2 separate regions of the Mus musculus genome follow, and region 1 is linked to region 2. The links are chromatin contacts, called in public Hi-C maps. All regions are on one chromosome and are shown on one strand. Each heading gives the region's core, a stretch centred on a gene start, on an enhancer-like site or on the middle of the called end of the contact. The rest is flanking DNA. Distances are from core to core; before and after follow the strand shown. Region 1 holds the start of Abcg5 (ATP binding cassette subfamily G member 5). Region 2 overlaps Dync2li1 (dynein cytoplasmic 2 light intermediate chain 1).

Region 1 (7,569 bases), core at 4,832-7,331, 35 kb before region 2:
AGGGGGCAGTGGCAGCTCGGCCCTGCCGAGTCATTGTCTGACCATGACCTGACTTGGGTTGAGCAGGCACCCGTGGTTGGGGGAAGTCTCTGAAAAGAACGTCACGTTCTAAAGCTGCTTGTGTATCGTCTTAGTCCAGTGTGAACTGTAGGCACGCACGATAGCCAAAGCTGCAGGTGGACTAGACTCTCACTCAGGGGCACAACAACAGCAACATCTAAGAGTTGGTGGGTGAGGGAGGGGGCATTTGAACCCAGGTCTATCTGACTGAGAACCTGTGCTCTAAGCCATTTTACCATATTACTTTCTTAGTCCAGGGTTCTGCATGCAAGATTCATGGCTGAAGGCTGTTCTGAATCGTAGGGGAGAAAAGCCATTGTCCCCTGACAGCCTCTGTTGGTACCTGAGCTCCCTATGATGGCCAGCATCTGTCCACTCCTCACTTTGAAGCTTAGATTTCGGATGCCCAGCTCACAGGAGTCTTGGCTGCTATGAGACCTCCAGGGTATCTTGAACTGAGCCAGCTGCTCAAACCAAGGCACCTGAGAGGCGATGTCCACCTGTGGGGAGAGGTTAGCGAGCCCTTGGGAAACTGAACCATTCAGAGGGCTTCAGCAGCGTCTACTGCATTTTGTATAACTCCTCTCACAGGAGACACCCCGATCGATACTGATGCATAAGAGATCTTGAGGCATCCCACACCACAGTCCTACCAAACATGGCAGCGAGACCCCACCATCCTGTTCAAGTCTAGAGCTGAGAGGGTGGGTGGCCAGAAAGCATGTGAAATATCAGGAAAAAAAAAAGCCAGCAAGTGTTTACCAGCTGCAAGCCATTACAATAATCACGTTATATCATTATCCATCTACTGTTCATTGCAAGCATATGGTGTGGGTACTATTGTCTGTTTTACTGAGCAGTTCAAAGCAGTTAAGGAATTCTCTCAAGCTTATACTGTTTACAGTGCGTGGCAGAGCAGAGAGAGGTTACAAAGCGGCTCGTTCCTTTGTTTAGACTCAGAGGCACAAGAAGGCTGGCTTGGGACTCTGAAGTTCACCATCCCACTTGGGCAGCATGTGGTCTGCCCCTGGGGAAATGGGGAATGGGGAATCATTGCATTCTGACAAAGGCATTCTGGGGGCCCTTCCTGGGTGCCTTCACATTCTACATGTTTTATGGGCAATGGGACAACATATTTTATAAAAAATAGACCATAAGTAGGTACATAAATAGATAGATAGATAGATAGATAGATAGATGATAGACAGATAGGTAGATAGATGATAGATAGATAGATGATAGATAGATAGATAGATAGATAGATAGATGATAGATGGATGCTAGATAATAGATAGATGGTAGATGGATGGATAGATAGATGTTAGATGATATATAGATGATAGATGGATGAATAGATGTTAGATAATAGATGATAGATGGATGCATAGATAGATGTTAGATAATAGATGATAGATGGATGCATAGATGTTAGATAGATGACAGATAGATGATAATAGATCTAAGTGAATGAAATCTCAACAAACTGTCATTTACTTAAGAGCATATTGTTAATTTCCTAGTTTTGATAATTACTATGTAGTTTGCAAGATGTGGACTTCAAGGGAAGCCAGGCAAAAAGTGTGTCTCCACAAACACTGTGTGTTTGCTATGTGTGTTTTCTACAGGTATGTACATGCACATTTGTGTGTGAATGCACCTTGCACATGTGTGTTGAGAGCCCAGCGGTAAATGGCACTTTCTACTTTACTTTTGAGACCTGGTCTCTTGCTGAACCTGTAACTCACAGATTCGGCCAGGCTGAATGACATGAAGGATCCTCTAGACTCTAGGATCACAGACTTGTGCCACCCAGGCCAGATTGTCTTCTGTGGGTTCTGGAAATCTGAGCTCAGGCACTTTACTGAGTGAGCTGTCTCCCCAGCCCCTTTGATATCTGTCATCTAATACAGATATATAATACGTTCATATATGTCATACATTGTATAGCTACATCATATGTATGTATATATAAACACATATATTTTATGTATATGATATATATATAATATTACAAACATAAAAATATATGTGCATAAATGTACACACACTATATCTATATCTAGAGAAGGATTTCAAATTTTAAAGTTATGAGTACCGACATCCCCACAGGCCTTCACAGTGAACACTAGCATCCTCACGAGGGGTTCTACCCTTTTCCAAACCTCTAGCTGCAGATAGGGCTTGCGCCCAGGACAGTCTGAACTTCACCCTTGGGATTAGAGAACCTACAGAGTGGGCTCACCCTTCCTTCTCCTGAACATTTTGTTAGCTGCCCACCCTTCTCCCCTGAACCCAGGCACGTGCCCCTACCTGGTAGGTGAGATCTCTGACCTCCAGAGTGTTGGACTGACCACTGTAGGTGAAGTACAGACTGTTGTCACTTTCCGAGGAGAACAAGCTGTCCTGGAGGCCCTGCTGGGAGACATGTAGTCAATGTGTAAGGGTCACATGCAGAGAGCGCCTTCCCCGGTTCTCATTTCTTTGTGTTGGAAACCATCAGATTCTTCTCTCCGGGTCTTTTGCTTTGAAAGTAAAATTTTTATTTTATTTTGTGTGTATGACTGTTTGCCTGCATGCATGTGCGTGCGCCACACACATACCTGGCACCCTCAGAGGTCAAAAGAGGTCACTGGGTCCTCTGGACCTGGAGTTATGGGTGGTTGTGAACCATCTGTGTGTGATGGGAATGGGGTCCAGGTATTCTCAGGTGCTTTTAATGTTTGAGCATCACCCCAGCTCCATTCTCTGATCTTTACTAAAAAATAATAATAGCAATGGCTTAAACTATGGTCACCCCGCTGTGCTTCAGAACACTAGAATTTATGTCTCCCATCTCATTTTGATGCCCAGGATCTGACTGCCAACCATCCCCTACCCTGTAATATAATTCATCTCTCTGAAGTAGGAATATATTGGAGATATCTTTTGGGGTGTGTGTGTGTGTGTGTGTGTGTGTGTGTGTGTGTGTTGGGGAATCAAATCCATAGCATCAAATATACTAGGCCAATCATGATACTGACAGAACCATAGCAACACATCCGGGGTCCCTGGGGTTTCTTGTTTTCAAATCAATTATCTTTAGGAGAGATCTTAGTTACTTGCATGGGCTAGGAATTTGTTCCTAGACACTTGTACTGATACAAAGTTTCTTCCATTGGCTTCAGGAGTGGAGGGGCTACTGAGGGAGGAAAGCTCTCAGGTTACTGCGCTAATGTGAAGACCTGGGGGGGGGGGGGTTAGACAGACAGAGAGGACAGAGTGGAAGACAGGGATGCAGTTGATTAGTGCCCAGGTCGCCACTCTGACTCACTCAAACCCACTGACCCCGTCCACACGGAGAGTCTGGGTTTCCAGGAGCCTCACAGTCAACTCAGCTTCTGAAAGGAAAAAAAAAATATATCCTGTCTGGCTTGTGGATGACTTCTGTTCCATTTTAAAATATTTTCCTTGGCACCCAGGAAGGATTCCTGAGGTTTTGACAAATTCTCTCTATTTTTCAAACCCTTAAATATCTATTCGGCTGACACATTAATCAGCACGACTGTCAGAACATCATTTGAATCTGTGACAGGTGACACCCTAAAAAAGTGAAAGCGGGTTTATTTGTAGGTAACTAGTGTGGCTCCTGCTGGGCTACAATGTAACGTCTCCTTGTATTAACTTCTGGTTACATTCCTGAGTCAGAAGCACAGACACATGGGAAAATCCAGAGGGCACAAAAAGGGAGAAATGTGCAGAAAACAGTGGTGCCTGGTGGGGACATATATGGTAAGTCTTTGGCCCAAGGCACATACCTGGCCCTCTGTTGACCCCTGCAGACACCATCTCATCTGCCTCTGCTTAGAGTCCAGGCTTTCCTATCCCTGTCTGCAGTGCGAGGAGCTGTAGACCATGGGTCCTGGCGCCCTGGTACTCAGTGCCAGAATTCCCTGTGAGATAGCCCTGATCTCCTCCCTCCTTCCAGGCCATCACTGAGTATGGGTAGTGCCGGTCTCTGTGAAGACCTGACTCGAATATGAGTAGAAAGACGGTGTGGCCGCTATGTGAGTTCTTTGTAGAGTGAGATGCTGGGTGGGCAGAGGAGGAGATGGATGGCCACGGCATGGAGCAGAAGCCAGCCAGCTCCGCAAGAAATGCTCAGTTTTCTAAATTTGCATACAGAGATGAGAGGCTGGAAACCACTGGGCAGTTTTTAGCTTGACTGACAGCTTTTAAGAACGGAGGCACAGGGCATATCAGTGTCATTGTCTCCCCCCCACCCCAAGCCCTGCAGTTGTCAGTGGCGGGCCATCACAGGGCACCTACAACAGTGGGACCTCACAGAAGGAACTTGTAGGTGGCAGGACCTAGGCACACTTTTGAATATAGAATTCTGACAGCTCATTGCCTTTTTAGCTGTAATCTGAAGGGCAAAAGCCCCCACACCCACCACTGATTTTATATCCTACTCAGGAAGGGAGCATCAAAGACGTAGAAGGAGTTATTTCCCCATAGACGTCTGCCTCATGGGGATTCTGACAGCAGAGTTGCCTGTTGCTGTGGTAGTAGGATTGGTCAATCTCAGGCAATCCTGTCTCCCCTAGAACAGGGGACTGAGGCGTCCCTGTTGAATGTGGCCATCCTGTTCTGGTCTTTGTCTCCAGAAAAGTGGGCCGGGTGTAGAAGCTGGGGGGAGGGGGAGGTCGTCTTTGCTCTGTCTTCCCATACTGCCTTCTGCTTCAAATCCTGCCCACAACTCGAGTCAAAGGCCATTTATCAAGCAAATGTTTCTCCGGTTAATGAGGAAGGAGGCCTAGGAGCTCCACTTCCTGGCCACCTCGCTGCTCTCTGTCCACTCTGCCTCCCTCCCAGACCATAAGACTGCAAGCACACAATTCTGACGCTCCCAAACAAGCGATCACTATCACAGCCAGTGTATTTGTAAACTGCCTGAAACCAATGTGTAGCCATAGAAATATTTTCTTGTAATAAGAGAAAAAAATAAATCGTGGGCTGGGGGAATGGCTCAGTTGTAGAACACTTGGTTCAACCTCCTGTTACACACAGGGGGGGGGGAGAAGTGGGGGGGCAGAGGAGGAGGAAGGAAGAAGGAAGAGGGAAGAGGAGAAAGAGGAAAGTGGCCCTCAGAGGGATTTATGACCTGACTTCCCAGCCGTGAGCCCTGCCCTTTCAGTGAGGTTTCTCTAAGCAGAGCCTCAACTCTACAAGGTAGCGAGATGCCTCAACCCCTCCTTGGCATTTGTTCCTGACACCTGCCCTTTCTCTCTGTCTCTCTGTCTATTGGTCTGTCTGTCCCTGCAGCTTCTCAGCCTCACACAGAGACCTTTAGGCTTCCCCCTGGCCTTCTCTTTCCTCTGGTTCTCACCAAACAATGCCAAGGACTAACTTACTACATAAGTATGGCAAGCGTAGCGATCTGTTGTTACCTCCCCGCTGTCTCTTGACTACCACTGAGATTCTTGGTCTGACAGTCACATGGGTCAACGCTCTGTGATGGAATGTCATTTGGAAAACATCAATCCCGGTCATTCACAGGAGCGTGCTGTCGTGGGGAAGTGACCTCAGAGGTCTCCTGGCTCCTGAGACTGTTCCCCTCAGACCATCAACACTGAGGAGACAGGGCCCTGCCGCCCCATTTCCATTCTACTTGAAGTCCAGGTGGTACATTAGGACTAATCCTGTGGTAGGAAAGAAAAGTCAGTCTGACACTGCCTCCCCCCTGGCAGAGCTCACTCACCGAAGCATCCTGAAGTACAGTCCCATTCCACAGCTGGGTCTCTTCTTTGGTTTTCTCAGCCATGACCAGTGCTGTTTGTGCCCTTTGTGTGGCCTCCCCTGCTGTTGGGCTCTCTCTGTCTTTGCTCCTTAGAGCTGGGGCACCTGAGCCCTCCTCTGTGCCAGCCTTTCTCCCAGCATTCCTCTCTGGCAAACACTCCTATAAACACACCGTGTGTTCTGCCTATTGTCGAGATAAGGACACTCTGGCTAAAGGTACATCAGATAATGGCATCGTTGGCCAAATTGGTGAACTGTTATCTCACGAGGATTCCAGGGCTGGGTAGGATCGGACAGGGCACTCCCATTGGCTCCTCAGTTAAAGCTGCCCTGGAGCCGGACAGGCCACTAGAAAATTCACTTGCATTTGCTTCCTGCTAGCCATGGGTGAGCTGCCCTTTCTGAGTCCAGAGGGAGCCAGAGGGCCTCACATCAACAGAGGGTCTCTGAGCTCCCTGGAGCAAGGTTCGGTCACGGGCACAGAGGCTCGGCACAGCTTAGGTGTCCTGCATGTGTCCTACAGCGTCAGGTAAGGGGACCTCCACAGCAAAAAGCTAGGCTCTCTGATTGCCTTTTCTGAATGGGTGGGTGGGCCTGTGGGCTTTGGGTTGTCTGTCCAGCAGATCAGGGTGAAAGTGGACAGTCTGTAACAACAGTGAGTCGTTCCTCCTCCTCCTCCTGCGCAGGGCAGAGCCTGGACATTAAAACATGCCCTGCCTGAAGCCGCTTGCTGCTTCTCACTGATTTCTGCTCTCCCCTTCCTTGACTCGCCCACCACCTGTCCTGTGTAGATGGAGAAGGCTCGGAGAGTGGGGGTGCTGGGGGCACAAAATGGAATGAACACTGCTGAAGGAATGCAGGGTTCACTTCAAGAAGAAAGCAGTGTGCAGGTGTACCATCTCCCAGTCAGAGACCCAGTAATCAGAGCAGCTAATGGGAGGCATGCTCCTTGGGTGGTGGCCAACTTGTCATTATACCTCCAAGGACAACAGAGTGGTACATAAGGCTAAAACAGAGTTGTCAACCTGTCCAGGGGCAACTGGGATGGGGTAGGGCTGGGAGCAGGGGTCTGGCACCTTCCAGGACCCTACTCTGCCTTTGCCCTTGTGGGATTTCCTTTAAAGCAACCGTGTCGGGCCTTGGTGGAACATCAAATCATGCCAGCAGAAGTGGGACAGGCAAATCCTCAAAGATGTCTCCTTGTACATCGAGAGTGGCCAGATTATGTGCATCTTAGGCAGCTCAGGTAAGTGCCTGGGGGGGCCGGGGCTCCTGTACTTCTAAGGCAGGCTCTGGGAGGCTTTGGCTCTGTCTAAGCACAATGTTTAAGAAGTAAGTTTAAGTTGTAGAGAGGCAGCCATGCATTTGGCATTTGAATACAATCTGGTGACTTGTCTGGCTGCCAATAGAACCTAGTACCAAAGTGAAATCTTGAGGAAAATCCCTGGAAAGAGTGGAAAGTCCTGCCTAACACGTAAGTGCCTTCTTTGCTTGTTTGATTGACTGTGATGCTAGAGAGCAAACCCAGAGCCTTGGGCATGCTCAGTAAACCTTCTGCCCCAGCACCCCAGCCCCAAATGTATTTCCCTCCCTTCCTCCTTCCCTTCCTTTCCCTTCCTCCCTTCTCTCCCTTTTTTTCTTTCTTCCTTCTATATTTCTTTCTTTTCTTTCCTTCCTTTCTTCCTTTCTTCCTTTCTTTTCTTTTGTTTCTTTGTTTCTTTCTTTCTTTCTTCC
Region 2 (7,379 bases), core at 1,173-3,672:
ATACTGAAATGGGGCTATCCTGCCGTGTCTACTTCTAAGCACTTTCTTCAGAGATCCTAGAGTCTGTCAGGTGTGCCTATGTAGCTTGGCCTGACAGGGTAGAGTCCTTAACTGGACAAGGTAACTTTCCTAGGACAAGGAAAGAATAACCATGTCTAATGACCGAATGAGAAACAAAAGCGCTCAAAGACTCTTAAAACAGGAGTGTCTTAAGTGTCTCCCCAAGCAAGCGTGGGAGCTAGGACCCATCTTAACATCAAGTAAACTGGAACACTGGAAAAGGGTCTGTGTAAATATTTACATTTCCTTTGGGTGGTGGAGTGGTGGGTGATTTTCAAGTTTCTTTTATATGCATATCAGAATTTTTTCTATACAGATAGATATAATACTGAGATGATTTTGCAAGTAAGAAATTATGAAAATGTATGAATTTACAGATGAATACTATATTTTGGTGAAACTGGGTTTGGAAATACCTGGTCCTTCTGAACCCTCATCTCATCGACTTCGCTTTCTGCATACTGCGGGTCTCGGGCTGGGTCCTGGACCGCCTTCAGGGTGCCGGTACTCTGAAATTACAGTTTCCCAAGTCATTTCACGCCCACAGCCCACATTGCCATAGTCACTATCTGTCTACGAGGCTGAGCTCCATCAGCGTGGCATCGAGAGCGCTTTGCTGTTTACAGCTTCCGTCAGACTCTCAGAAATCTACCTCAAACACACCCGTGCTCCCCACCTCCAGCCAGGGTCAGGTGTCTCCGTCTTCTAACAGCCAGAGAACCCTGTATGGAAGGGACAGGGGCCATGTCTTACTCAGCTATTAATCTTCATGGTGCTTTGTCTACAACAGTTTTAGCAAACATTTCATCATTTTGGAACATGAGAGAGAGATGGAGTTATCAGAACAGGCCTTTGGGCATTTCCGGTCACAGCTGATAGCTTCCCAGCAATGAAGAACATGTACCTTTGGTGGGAAGAGCTTGTCATACACCTTTTTCCACAGCTCCATAGGTGAGTGGGCCTGAAGTTTTCCAATGTCACTGTCAGGAACAGGAGGAGACCCTAAAATTGAAAGTTTACCTCAATTGACTACAAAGATTCAATTTTTGTAAACTATTAACAAGCAGATGCTGTTTATTAAAGCACTAGTCCTAGGTCTCTCGCTTTCCATCTCCACATTACAGACACTATTATGATTGTGCTATCTTGGTGGTTGTACTGGAAACAGAGGCAGCAAGACATAACGGTGAGCTATAACTCTGACTCCCACTCCCTACACTGGTATCTGTGCCCTGTTCACAGTAATTCCAGGTCTCAGTGTTCACAATAGAAATACGCATGTGCTCATGGTAAAGGCTTCATACAGCAGCGCCATCCATTTTACGTAAAACCGATCACTGCCCAGAAGTTCATTACTATAGAGAATAAACTGTCAGTATGTATGGCTATGTTCCATAACCAGGAAAGAGTTCAAATATTAATTAGAACTGTAAGCAGAATATACATTGAAAACCCACTAAAGTATACTGAGTTCAATAATGCAGACTGGTAAAGTTTCTACACCATATACACGTGTATAAATGCAGAGTACCAGAGAGGTGTGTGAGGGATCCTGCATACACACACACAAGTGCACACACACACACACATACATGCACACACCACACACACAAGTGCACGCACACACATGTACATACATGCACATACACACATACATGCACACATATATGCATGCACACACACATGCATATACATGCACACATGCACACACGTGCACACACACATACATGCACACACACACACACACACACACCATACACACACCACACACACACCACACCACACACATGCACATACATGCACACACACGCACGTGCACACACACACACATGCACACGCACATACCACACACGAGATTCATCTCCCTCTTCCCCCTCAAAGTGCTGGGTTGTACCGAGGACCTCACTCATTTGAGGCACTCTACCACTGAGCTACAGTCCCTGTCCCTACTATTTTAATGAGGATAATATATTTATAACTTGAATATTTAAGTTAATTTGAAAAAATTAAAAAATTCAGTCACTTTCTGGCAATTTTTGATCTATAACCTGAGATTTTTATCCTTTCTAACATCTTTATTGTCCCCCAAAATGTTCAACTATTAACCTTCAAGGGTTCCCTTATCATTTTGGTTAGAAAGTATTGATTCCCTACTTGAGTGTATGTGTGTGTGTGTGTGTGTGTGTGTGTGTGTGTGTGTGTGTATCCAACACTGGTGCTGGAAACTAAACTTGGGTCCTCTGGAAGAGCAGCAAGTACTTCTAATTTCTGAGCCACGTCTCAGTTCTGGCTCTTACTTCTCCACGCAGTGCCCTGCCTTCTATCACAAGTACGTCAATGTGCTGGGAGCTTCCTCAATTCTGGGGATACAAATGAATGCTTATGAAATAACTGTTACGAAATGAAGCCAGAAATGGTGGTGTGCTGGAGACCAAGGAGGCAGGAAGAGAAAATCAATAAGCAATTTAAAAAGATTAAGCAATATTAATAAGTTCACCAACCTATCTGACATAAAGAATCCAGTCCTGCTGTGATAAACAGTGGCTTATTTTGATCCACACATATTGATTTGCTGTATGGCAAAGAAAAAGATTGTAATTTAGTTCACCAGTTAAATATGCTGCCACGTTCTAGTATAAATACAAAGGCCACATTTTATCTAAGTCATGGATGAGAGCATTGACCCAAATGGACCAGTACCATTGGTTGTGACAGACTAACACCATAGTCAGCTCAAACCATGAGAAAGAACAAAGTCAGAGAAGACACATGCAAAAACTTCCAACTCCATTTAAAATGAACAGAAGACAATCATAAGCACAGGAAAGTGGTAAGGTGGAGGGAGATACAGAAGCCAGGGAACAGGGGGAACTGATTGGAAAATATTTACCAATACCTTTTATCAATACCGAATGCCAACTGGTTGATAACACCGCGTATCTTCAGTAACAGAGCTTCTGACTTGCTGGTAAACTTAGAAACAAATGAGATAAATTACACTCTGCTCTCTCATCCTCTAACAGTAAAAAACACAGCTTTAAACAAGCACAACTGGCCAGAGAATTACAACTTCTTTTCCTCAAAACATGTATATTTGAGTCGACAAAACAGAGGCTGACTAAGGCAACCTGGATCAGCTTGCCTCGGTACCGAGTTCATGAGTGCGTGATCCAGGAAGGACCCAGAGAGCTCACCAATCATCTCACCAATTTCCATCATCAGAATTTGTTTTTAATTTGTACATTAGTGTTTGCCTGAAATGTTTGCGGTGTGTGTTAACACAAACATTCTTAATGTTCTAAAAGAAAATGTCCCCCAATCTAACTGGGTCAGTTAGATAGGGAGAAGCATATATAAAAGTAACTGTGACAGCTGCAGGCGGGGACAGTCACACCGGCACTCCCTGAATTGATTTTTTTTTAGCTTCTTTTTTTAATTGCCTGCAGAGCTGGGGGGTAGGCAATTTCTGAATCTTCTCCTGGGTAGATCTAAGAGAGCCAAATTGCAGCACCCCAGGATGGTGAAGGGGGTGCCTGCCACCAAGAGTTAGGCTCTGACTCTTGAGTAAGCAGGAAGTGTGTGTGTGTTTGTGTGTCCTCCACAGATGGTCAGTCACTGTTTGCCTTCTAAATACTTTGCTATTCAAAGGCAAAGGAGAATGGCTCAGATGTATGAAGTGAAATGAAATACTTATAAAGCAAAGATGGCAACTTTCTGGTTCCCATGGCAGGTCCACAGGACAACGCTGACTCTGGTGTAAGAATAGGCTCACAGAGGAAGTACAGTACACAAGGGCTCACAAAGGTCAGACACATTCATTTAAAACAAAGAATTTAATAATGATCATGTTTATCGTGTGATATGTAAAATAGGGATTTTTTTAATTAAAAAAGATTGTTGTACTTAGTTTTACTAAGAAATTATATATTTGTTACATTATAATATATTGTTATTGCTTTAAACTATGTAATTTTGTAATATTTTGTTTTTACCACAGGGGCGAGGAGCAAGCCTAAGCACAAATGTTTCTCAGGGTCGAGGGGTGGGAGAGCACTCAAGGTTTCTCACCAACTCATCTCACCATCTGCTGCCTCTCAAACCCCTCCCTCCACTCCTGCTGGTGCTCCTGAGTCAGCTCAGTGCTGGGAACCCCTCCCCCGCCCCCCCCCCCCCCGTCTCCCCCACCTCCCCCTCCCCTCGTTCCCCTTCCTCCCCGTGTCCTCCCCAGAGCCACCCCTCCCACCCTCGGAGGTGCTCCTCTCCACTCATTAGCAGAAATGAATGAACTAGAAACTTCCTCCCCACTGGTTCTTTTCAAAATGGCAAAAAGACTTTCCAAAGCCTGACGTATAGGCAGACAGAGCTCAGGCTAAGAAGGTAAAGAGAACACATAAAGAAATGGGAAGTGCTCTAAATGCATAGATATTGAACATACACAGAATACAGAGCTCGTTCAGCTGGGGCAGCAACAGGCTCCACCCTGCCCTGGGGCTCTACTCTCTTTGAGCACTTTGACTCAGGAAAGCAAACCACCAACTATTTATTCAACAGCTAAGATAGCCTTGTTTGTTGTTGTTGTTTGTTTTGTTTGTTTTTGAGACAGGGTCTCATTATAGAGGCTCAGAAAAGGTAGAGTATTTTAATTCCCACAATTACTCTTTTAACGTGCAAACATTTTAAGTTTGCCTAGCAAAAGCAGTTCAGAAATTAAGGTAGTATTTTTCAGCAAAATAGTTTTACATTTTATCTTTTGTTTAAAGGATAACCAGCAAAGTCTGGCCCACCTCGGAAGATCATTACAACCCTGTGCTTTTCGGGTTGTTTCTGAGACGCTCAGGCCGCCTTGGACCTGAGCACTTCCTGCCCCATGCATCCGTCTCCTGAGGTGGGCTATTTATTCACTGGCTCCACAGTTCAGGCCCGCACCCCTCCTCACGAAGCAGGCAGGCACGGTTCCCATCTGCTTTTACCTCAGAGGATGCAAAGCTTAGGTGGCTGGTCCAGAATCCTTGTCTGACAAGGAGTTGGTCACAGTGACACTGACCTGGGCAGCTCGACTCCAAAATTCATGATTTTAACCTCTATACCAGCATTGCTTTTACATAAAACACCATCTTATTAAAATCCCGCCCTTGCCCCCCTCCTCCCGGGCCCTTCCATTGAAGGAATATAGATTCTAATTCTTGAAGACAAAAATAAAAATGTGTGAACACACCAACATATCTCTGAAGCTTGCCTGGGCTTACAGACACAAGCCGTGGAAGGTGGGGAGGCCATGGGCAGAGGGCTCTGCAGGGGCCCTGTCTAAGCAGAGCTTTGGAAGTGAGAAGGAAAGGGGCAGGGCGAGCTCAGGTCTCTATTATTCCCATCTGGGCAGCCCGCTCCTTTCTCCACACACCCAGAGGGCAGGGAGGCACTGACCATCAGCGAGGCTCCGTAGTAATGTGCCACAAAGCGCAGGGTCTTACATATCACCTTTCTCTTCTCAGGATCAAAATCCTGTGGAAGAAAATCATTACAAGGAAAAAATAAGCCAGAGGACTCAACAGCTCACTTGGGGAGAAACACATTATTTGTTTTTAAATCCCCACCCTGAGGAGTCCGGCTCGGTCACCTCCACGTTCACATCTGGAGAGACTGAACAAGCCGCCGTCTCCTACTGCTATCAGATCTGTTTAAACGCTTGGCTTCAGAGAGTCCAGATATAAGCACACATTTCATCCTGCGCAATACCCTAAGGACTCCCTGACAAGCCAAGATAAGAAGAAACTAATTTCCTACTTTCTTCAGTTTACAGTTGGGGAGTAAATCTTATCCCTCAGTGCTAAGATTTGTTTTTAAGTTTTCTGCCTCGCCCCGTTCTAACCAATGGGCTCATTTTCCTGAACTCCTTGGGATGTCCTCATCATACCGTCCTTTCTAACATCTTTTACATGGATGTCTCTGAGCTGGTCCCTTCCAGAGGTACTGTTCTTATTTCATCATTTTCCCATAAAAGCATAGCTACACATGCCCCATGAACAGCTAGACATAGAAGCACCTACCTGGAAAATATCATATTTACTTCCAATAATGACCAGAGGTATTGGAAATGGGTCAATTAATTCCCGGTCCTGTTAATAAACAGATATACTTGATTATAGTTGTGTATTGCTATGTCCTCAGGAATTTCTGTTTACTTCAGAAAACACCTTTTACTCTCGTCATTGATGTTGACCATATTTTCTGAAATAGAGTTTGCTATGATATTAACTTTCACTTTGTGCTATATTTTAAGTGTGAAGCCAGAAATGGCAATTGTCATAACACCATGGCGCCCATTCACTTTTGTGGTCTGCTACTCTGGTTTGTTTGTTTGTTTGTTTGTTTGTTTGTTTTGTTTTCCAAGACAGACTCTCTCTGTGTAGCCCTAGCTGTCCTGGAACTTGTTTTGTAGACCAGGCTGGCCTCGAACTCTGACATGCCTGCCTCTGCCTCCTGAGTGCTCCACCCGGCTACTGCTGGGCTTCCCTACAAGGACATCATCTTTAAGGGGCTTCTCATTTATGTAAAGTGCGTGCTGCTTGGCTGAATTTGGTCCTGATACTTTGTAAGACACAGGCGCACAAACTATGGACACTAGGAAATGCTTCTCTTAGTTTTCTAGATGATGACATTCCAACTGTATCTAAAACCTTGTGCTGCCACCACAGCAACTCTAGGACTTGATAGTTTGGGGATGGCGGCGGGGGGGGGGGGGGGGGGGTGTCACATGACAGCCACTGAATGAATGCAGACGCCTGTTGCTGGGGAGGCAGCTGACTCTCAGCTCCTGCTTCAGTCCGTAGCTTCAGCCAGCCTCTCCCAGTTCAACCCGGATTTTCATCTTCATTTTACAAAGATTATACAATCAGTGTCAGAACTCTGCTCTAAAACTCCCTTTCTCTTGAGTTATGGTAAGGTTCATCGCAGTGAACACGGCAGATGTCTGACGAGGAGACGTCAGCGTCTTCCCCTTCTCTGGCTCTTTCTGAGGTTTATGAAATTGCTGTAATTTTCCAGTAAACCAGTTCATTTACATCAAACACATTTTAAGTCATGCAGAAAATGAAAGAAGCTGCATTGAGGTACTGTCTCTACTCGGTGTGGCACTGAGGCCAGAACAAACCGGGAAGCTCACCGGATGGTCCTTCTGCACCACGCTCCACATTCGTTGCCGCATCTCGGCCGAAGCCTTGGAGCTTGTCTTGCCCAGCTTCATTATCACCTTGTCTACATGGCTTTTTGTGGCTTGCAACAGATTTTCCATGGTTGACCAAAGATCATTAGGTTTGGAAAGA

What was found. Hi-C and Micro-C count contacts between places; a contact is called where the count stands out from the background.
Region 1: a contact with region 2 is called in a Hi-C map of liver, with 2.1 times the contacts expected there. The contact joins the promoter of Abcg5 here to the enhancer-like site in region 2. A contact is called at or near these places in 4 of 39 promoter capture datasets (embryonic stem cells, liver and macrophages), 19 of 484 Hi-C or Micro-C datasets (8-cell embryo, the Patski cell line, embryonic stem cells and 5 more), 4 of 115 datasets of contacts at active chromatin or transcription factors (embryonic stem cells, hepatocytes, intestinal villus epithelium and 1 more) and 3 of 9 other capture datasets (adipose tissue, liver and pancreatic islet).

Annotation. Positions count from the first base shown.
Region 1 is chr17:84,681,523-84,689,091 of GRCm38.p6, reverse strand. It overlaps Abcg5 (ATP binding cassette subfamily G member 5), which reads left to right and starts at 6,081. Exons shown (of 13, transcript NM_031884.2): 1 at 6,081-6,364; 2 at 6,960-7,081. The coding sequence starts at 6,219. It overlaps Abcg8 (ATP binding cassette subfamily G member 8), which reads right to left and starts at 5,971. Exons shown (of 13, transcript NM_026180.3): 1 at 5,798-5,971; 2 at 2,371-2,475; 3 at 404-560. The coding sequence starts at 5,860.
Region 2 is chr17:84,642,899-84,650,277 of GRCm38.p6, reverse strand. Dync2li1 (dynein cytoplasmic 2 light intermediate chain 1) reads right to left here. Exons shown (of 13, transcript NM_172256.2): 6 at 7,220-7,379; 7 at 6,105-6,173; 8 at 5,482-5,559; 9 at 2,957-3,033; 10 at 2,562-2,632; 11 at 965-1,062; 12 at 477-569. Among named protein-coding and RNA genes, the nearest start is that of Dync2li1, 20 kb to the right of the region's middle. Within about 2 kb of position 2,422, at least 33 of the 459 cell types and tissues checked have an H3K27ac peak or open chromatin away from gene starts, as enhancers often do. A contact at or near this core is called in 8-cell embryo, hepatocytes, liver and 1 more, where this site is marked.